Linked DNA regions of Capsicum annuum: region 2 is linked to region 1. The links are chromatin contacts, called in public Hi-C maps. All regions are on one chromosome and are shown on one strand. Each heading gives the region's core, a stretch centred on a gene start, on an enhancer-like site or on the middle of the called end of the contact. The rest is flanking DNA. Distances are from core to core; before and after follow the strand shown. Region 1 has its middle 12 kb from the start of LOC107855035. Region 2 holds the start of LOC107855048 (formimidoyltransferase-cyclodeaminase).

The links. Hi-C and Micro-C count contacts between places; a contact is called where the count stands out from the background.
Region 2: a Hi-C map of leaf shows a contact between it and region 1, with 2.0 times the contacts expected there. The contact joins the promoter of LOC107855048 here to the enhancer-like site in region 1. A contact is called at or near these places in 2 of 5 Hi-C or Micro-C datasets (bud and leaf).

Annotation. Positions count from the first base shown.
Region 1 is chr7:202,739,701-202,743,404 of UCD10Xv1.1, forward strand. No RefSeq gene overlaps it. Among protein-coding and RNA genes, the nearest start is that of LOC107855035, 12 kb to the right of the region's middle. Within about 2 kb of position 1,896, at least 1 of the 5 cell types and tissues checked has an H3K27ac peak or open chromatin away from gene starts, as enhancers often do. A contact at or near this core is called in leaf, where this site is marked.
Region 2 is chr7:202,875,265-202,878,943 of UCD10Xv1.1, forward strand. LOC107855048 (formimidoyltransferase-cyclodeaminase) reads right to left here and starts at 1,290. Exons shown (of 2, transcript XM_016700036.2): 1 at 637-1,290. The coding sequence starts at 1,006.

The DNA of each region.
Region 1 (3,704 bases), core at 646-3,145:
AGACTTTTGAAGAAGCATCTCAGCATCAGAAGTGGAGTAAAGCCATGAAATAAGAAATGTCAGTTCTAAAACAGAATCAGACTTGAGAGCTTGTACCAAAACCAAGTAATGTGAAGCCGATATCTTGCAAGTGGGTCTTCAAGATAAAGTGTCGAGCGGATAGGTCAATCGAAAGGCATAAGGCTCGTTTGGTGGTTCGTGGATTTTCTTAACAATATAAACTAGACTATGATGAAACTCTTAGTCTAGTTCAAATCTTACAATTGTACGAGTCCTATTAGCACTTGCAGCTTATAAAAATTGAAATTTGTGGCAAATGGGTGTGAAGAATGCATTTTTGTATGAGAAGATGGATCGGGAGATCTACATGGACCAGCCAATTGGCTTTCAAAATCAAGATTATCCTGAGTATGTATGTAAGCTACGAAAGGCACTTTATGGATTAAAACAAACACCGGGGGCCTGGTATGGTAAGATTGCTGAATTTCTTACTCATAGTTGATATTTGGTGACTAGTGTAGATGCTAGCTTGTTCGTCAAAGCTAAAGAAGATAAAATAGCTATTGTACTAGTATATATGGATGATTTAATTATCACAGGAGATTATGAAGAAGAAAATTTTTGAACTAAGGAAAACTTGTTAGATTGTTTCCAAATGAAAGAACTTGAACAGCTCAAGCATTTTCTTGGTATAAAGGTCAGTTACTCTCAAGAAGGAATATTTCTCCATCAGCAAAAATATTCCAGAGAGATGCTAAGGAAGTTCAGAATATTTAAGTGTAAGCCAATCTCGACGCCAATAGAGCCAAACGCCAAAATATGTGCTCATGAAGGGAAAGATTTAGAAGATGCTATAATGTACCGATAGTTGGTAGGAAGTCTTATTTACTTAACCTTAACAAGATCAGATATCTCTTTTGCAGTTGTTCTGATGAGTCGATACATACAACATCCGAAGAAACCTCACTTGGGAGCAGTTTGCCGAATTCTGAGATATATGAAAAATACGGTAGGCTATGATATTATGTACAAAAGAGGTGAAGATTGTAAACTAGTTGGTTATTGTGATGCTGACTATGCAGGTGATCATGATACTCGACGCTCAACTACCGGTTATGTTTTCATGCTTGGGTCTGGAGCATTTTCTTGGTGTAGCAAAAGACAACCAACAGTGTCTTTGTCAACCACTGAAGCAGAGTACCAAGCAACAGGGATGGCAACTCAAGAAAGTAGTTGTCTTATGCAACTGTTAAAGGACTTCCATCAACAAGTGATGTATCCAATTCCTTTGTACTGTGATAATCAGTCAGGAATTTGCTTGGCTGAAAATCCAGTATTTCGCGCAAGGATAGTGGACGAACATTTAAATTAATTAACTGTCCAATTTTTATTTTCTTTTGGTTAAGGTGACAAATATAGTTGACCATGTCCAGTCAGGGAGTACTTATGCTCTTCAGAGCGCAAAGAAACCACAGAAGAGCTTTCTAATGTGCAAGTCCATTGCTACTATAATTTTCTTAAGTTAATTAATTACTCTCTATATTACTATCGCTTAAATGGATAAGACTTTTATCATCTTTGTTCAAGTATTTTGTAGGTCAACCATGTTAATTAAATAATTTAGCACATGATTTGTAAGTAATGTGTTATGAACCAATTGTACCACATTGGAAAAATTGAGAAATGCTAAGAGGTTTATAGGCCAAATGGGTTCTCCTACCTATTAGGCTAATCTTTTGGATTGGGCTCTCCTGTTTGGTTTATAACATTGGTGCTTTCATTGAGAGCCCCACGCGTTGGGCCGTGACTCGGAGTGGTGGCCTGCACGCTAGGAGTGGTGGCTTGAACCCAAGAAGGGTGCCCACCGTGACCAACGAGGATCGATCCACGTGTGGGAGCCGCGTATTGGGCCGTGACTCGTAGTGGTGGCTTGGACCCAAGAGGGGTGTCAGTCGTGACCAACTGAGCATAGTCGTGACCAATGAGGATCGATCCACGCGTGGAGCCACGACTCGGAGCGGTGGACTCTGTGCGCCAAGAGTGGTGGCCTGGACCTAAGAGGGGCGCCAACCGTGACCAACGAGGTCGTTGGTTCTCAAGTGGAGGCGATTGTTATGAATCAATTGTCCCACATTGGAAAAATAGAGAAATGCTTAAGGAGTTTATAACTCAAATGGATTCTCCCACCTATCAGGCTAGTCTTTTGGATTGGGCTCTCCCGTTTGGTTTATAACATAATGTTCGGAGGTTAATTTAGGGTTGGGCTCTCCTGTTTGGTTTATAACATAATGTTCGAAGGCTAATTTAACACACTTGTTTGGGACTGAAGCGTAATTAAAAAATAATAGGATCACCATCACAATTAAAAGAAGAGATAACAAATGAACATGGCAAAGTAGTTCTTTTCCATTGACCATTCTAAAAGAATACTCACAAAATCAATGTCAAGATCACAATATACAACGATAGAATCGAATGAAAATTTTGTATTTAAGATGAACAAGAAAGAGAAGATATATGTCGACTATGGTGTTCAAGACAAACCAAAAATTTAAATCGAATTGAAGAAAACCAAACCGTCTTTTATTTGGTTTGGTTTTAATTTTAAGCTAAAAATAACCCAAATAACGAAACAAACCGTGTGTATTTTCATAAAAGTTTAAAATTTTATGATACTTATTAATTTTTAGTACTTTTTGGTTAATAATTTATTTGTGGGATTACACTAGATATATTATTATTGTTGTTGTACTCATGGTCCTTAATAGGACTGATTGTTTTATAGTAATTCAATTTTCTTCATTTACTTTTAATTTGACTTGTAACTTTTATTTTCATAATTTCAATAATATATTCATGTGCAAAATAACTTAGAGCAACCTATGAACTAGGACTTTTGAATTTTAAGAATTCGTTGTTGAAAAAGATAGTTGGGGGGAGGGGAGGGGCGCTCCTTTCCGAGGCAGGAAAGCTCAATAATTGCATTTTTTAAATTAGGATTATGTGATTGAATGTCACTAAACAAAATTTCTCAATATGATAGTCATTCCAATCTTTGAATAATTTAATCATTCATCATTATTCAGTTCAATTATCATCAACATATATTGATTTCTTAGAATCTACTCATGTGTTTGAAGGGAAAAGGACAACAATAATTTCAGATGGTGATTTGTGTTTGAGAAATTCATATGGATTAAAAAAAATAAATTTTACGCGATTGAGTCAGTAAAACCTCTAAATTAATATTATCAGGACAATGAGATATTATTCTGGAAAAAAGACACAAATGGCCATTCGGCCAAAACAAATGACTCGACGATGGCCAATGTTTCAAAATTTTAAATTCTAGCCATTTATTGGGCTAATGGTAGGCGGCTGACTCCTTTTTTATTTTGAGCCACTGCTACCTTTTTCTTTAAAAAAAATTACTTTCTATTAATTTTTAATTCCAGTAAATATCACCATAAACACACACACACACAACGGACTTTCTTCTTCAATTAACCATGAACACCAATTTAATTTATCCCTTTACTTATTAACGAAAACAGCAACAACAACTCCAATTGGAATTGAATTTCATTTGAAATTGAATATGTTTTGGGGTTCCAGGCTAGACTTTTCTTTGTAGCTCTTTGTTTTTTAAGAAAATTATTTTTTTGATTGTATTATTGGGAACAATACAATACATATCTACATAT
Region 2 (3,679 bases), core at 40-2,539, 130 kb after region 1:
GATTCTCAGAAATAGACATGATCCTTTTAACCTTGTTATTTATCAGTTCCTAGTTTAACCTAGTTATTACTATAGTCATTTCTCAATACATATCCCAAAGCACCGAAGTTATTATATTCAAAGGTGATATTGTTAAATTCTCATTCTATTTGTTGCATCTTAAGCAGTGTGCCAAGTCAATACTAGACAAACAAAATTGGACAGGGGAATATAAGGTGGACAGAGTTAGTACATGTTAATTTAGTCGAGTTGCACACAAACTAGTTACAATACCATCATTATAACAAAAAAACATTTATAAGAGGTGCAGTACTATGAAACTAGTTAAGGTGCACACAATAAAGGGTGTATCACCAAAATAATACTCCCTCCGTTCACGCATACTATTCATTATTCCAAAAATAAATTTATACTTTTACTCATCACTTTTAACATATCAAGAAAAGACAATTACTTTTTTAAGGTTTCACACTCAACATTAATTACTTATTCCAAAAATCATTCCTCACCACCTAAGAATATACATCAATTACTATTAACATTATGGTAAAATATTCATATTAATATTATTTTGTAAGGAGCATACAAAGTGCAAAATGGACAAGTAAAAATAAATAGAGGGGGTAAAAGACAAACCTTGAAGATTAGAACCAACTTCAAATGCCAAAGACTTAGCAGTATCAGCAATCAAATCCAAAGAAGTTCCACTCAAGGGATGAAAACAAATATGGTCCACAACACCAAGCCTAGGATGAGTCCCACAATGTTCTTGAAAATCAATTTTCTCAAATGCAACTTTAACCATAGCAAAAGATGCATTCTTTAAATTGGTAGAAAATTTGGAAACAAGTGTGTAACCAACTCTGTTGTAAATCTCATCTTCAAACTTGTTAACGATGGGACACTCTGGAAATAATTTAGCAGCTTTTTCAATTGATTTAAGTGCTGCTTTGTTTTTGCTTTCTGATATGTATATCTTACAACAAGATAACAATAATTTTAGCATTTCTTTTCTTGTTCCTGGATTAAAAAATTTTGGTTCAGGAAGAGATTGGTTATGGATTATTTCTACTCCACGTGTAGAATTTTGAGATTGTTCTATGTGTAGTTTGGGCTAGTGATTTGGGTTATCAAGTGGGCTTTAGTAGTTGTTCAAGCCCATACTTTTTGGTAGCCCATTTTGAAAATTTAGTCCTTGTGAAAATCTCTCAGTTGAAAAGAATTTCTGATATTGAAAGGTATAGTCATGATAACTCAATTTGGGAAGAAATATTGTTAGCTAAATGCGAAACTCCAGCATATTGCTGGACTTTGAAACTTTTACATGTGACACTCCAAGATATTGTATTGGAACTCGAAAAAAAATTGTCAGATTCTGGAGTACTAGTTGCACTATTTTGAAATTTTTCTGGAGTTTCATTTACGTCATTTTAAACTTAAGATTTTTTTTTTTGAAGTTCCATTTGCACCATTTTAACAAAAGAAAGATTTCATGGATGCCAGATTTTCAAATGCATAAAGAAAATCATAATCGGGTCAGATATTTGGTTTACCATTTCCCTTTGCCACATAAATATATCACAATAACTTACGTATGAATCTACGAAAGTTATTTTTGCGGGAAGAATATACCAAATAAGAATATGCATATAATAATATTTGAAAATGAGAACCTAAAATGACAAAAACATTTTAGAAGTAATCAAAATTCTTTTCTGATTACCAATTCAAGTTAAATATGTTTAAACAAAACTTGTACATGCTTACTAGTTAAAGACTCCATATAAATCCCACACAAAGTTTTTGGTGTTACTATATGTATATGTGGAGAAGAATATAAGTAGAAATATGAAGGAAAAATAATGTCAAGGGTGCAGAATAGTTCCATGGCTTTATTCTTGAGAGTGAAGCTAGGCTTTTGTATTTGTTCTGTTTGGTTCTACTCAACCAGGTAAATTGCTTGTTGCTAAATATAAGGCCAAACCTTTTGACTATAGCTTATTATGGCATAATCAACAAACTCATTTGGAAAAAAGAAATAGGGATAACAAAAGTCTTACTACATCAAATTTAAGTAAATGCATGTTATGCAACGATGATTTGGTGCAAATAACGGACATAAGCATTTGATTTGAGTTCTTAATTAACCAGAGTCGCGAGATAAGTGAAGATTCACATAACCAACTACAACTTACTTGAGATTGAAATATAATTGTTGTACTTGGTTACTTACGTGCATAGCAAATAAATAATCAGAGATGTATAGTTTTCCATCTTTTCGTTTTTCTAAATCATGGACAGACGAGACTTTGTGCGGATTAAAAAATTAGTTACGTATGAAAAAGAAAAAAGCAAATGGAAGCGAAGTCACACTTGTTGCCCCTAGTTGATCATAAATGCTTATTACAGAAAAAGCCTTCTGAGTTGTCCTGCTGGAGTAGAAACTACTGTTTTGCGCGCCTCAAAATAGGAAAATATAGCTTATTCCGCAAGAGATGCAACAACAACAACATACTCAGTGTAATCCCACAGGTGGGACTGCAAGAGATTAAAAAAAAAAGTCGACTGCGAAGAGAATAAGTAGGCAGTTTAGGTGACTCTTCTCTGTGTGTGTGTGAGAGAGAGAGGGGAAGCAGCAACCAATTTGAGATGACAAGCAGCACACAAGCTGTGACACATTAATCTATACTTGCACTGAGAGAGGGAAGTGAGGCCATTCTTGTTAGGTTGCCCACGACTTCTTTATAAATTTCCTGAAGAACATAGGTAGAGCAAAAACATGAAAGGGCACTTACACAGTCAGAACACAAAGAGATCATATGGAATTCTGTTGCTGCTCGCATTTGGTGCTGCTTTATTTGGAGTTATGACTCTTCACAAGATCAGGGACAGGCGCATCTGCAACCACTTTGTCAAGGAGAAAGACCGTGAAGTTGATGGCCTTAAACTCCTCTTGCAGGTTCCTCTCTCCTCTTCGACTTTTTTTTTTTTTTTTTTTTTGGGTGTGTGTAGAATAAAAAAGGAAATCTTGGTTCATGGCTAACATATATTTACATGCATCTTTCACTTTTCACTACGGAACTTAAGAATACACTGGTGAATGTGAAATCCAAAATCAAGAATCAGTAGACTTTCTGTTATTAGATGTCTTGTGCGATTGAGCTTAGACTTCTTTGGATAAAGTATGCCAAGAACAAAAGTGCATTTTAACTGATGAAACTTTATCTGCCTCTACAACAAATATCTAACTGATGAAGCGTAAACATTGCTTAATGAGAATAAATAAACGGTTTTATGTAGCTTCTCAGAAGAATCTGGTGTTAGGTCCGCTCAGGTGACAAAACACAGACCCTGGATGTTAAATCAACCGTTGAGTGAACAAAAGTGCATTTTAATTTCATAAAGGGAAAAGATGGATGACGAAGTTGTTAATATCCTGTTACACAGTTAATAATTGTACAAAGTAATCTATGACAGTAGAGTTTTTCAACAACAACATACCCAGTGTATTCCCACAAAGTGGGGTCTGAGGAGGGTAATGTGTACATAGTCCTTCCCACTACCTGAAGTAGAGATGCTGTTTCCGATAGACTAATAACAATAGTTATATCTTCTGCCATTATCATACTTTCATGTTTGTTATGCTAACCAAGCTAACATTATTTGTCACCTGTTTACA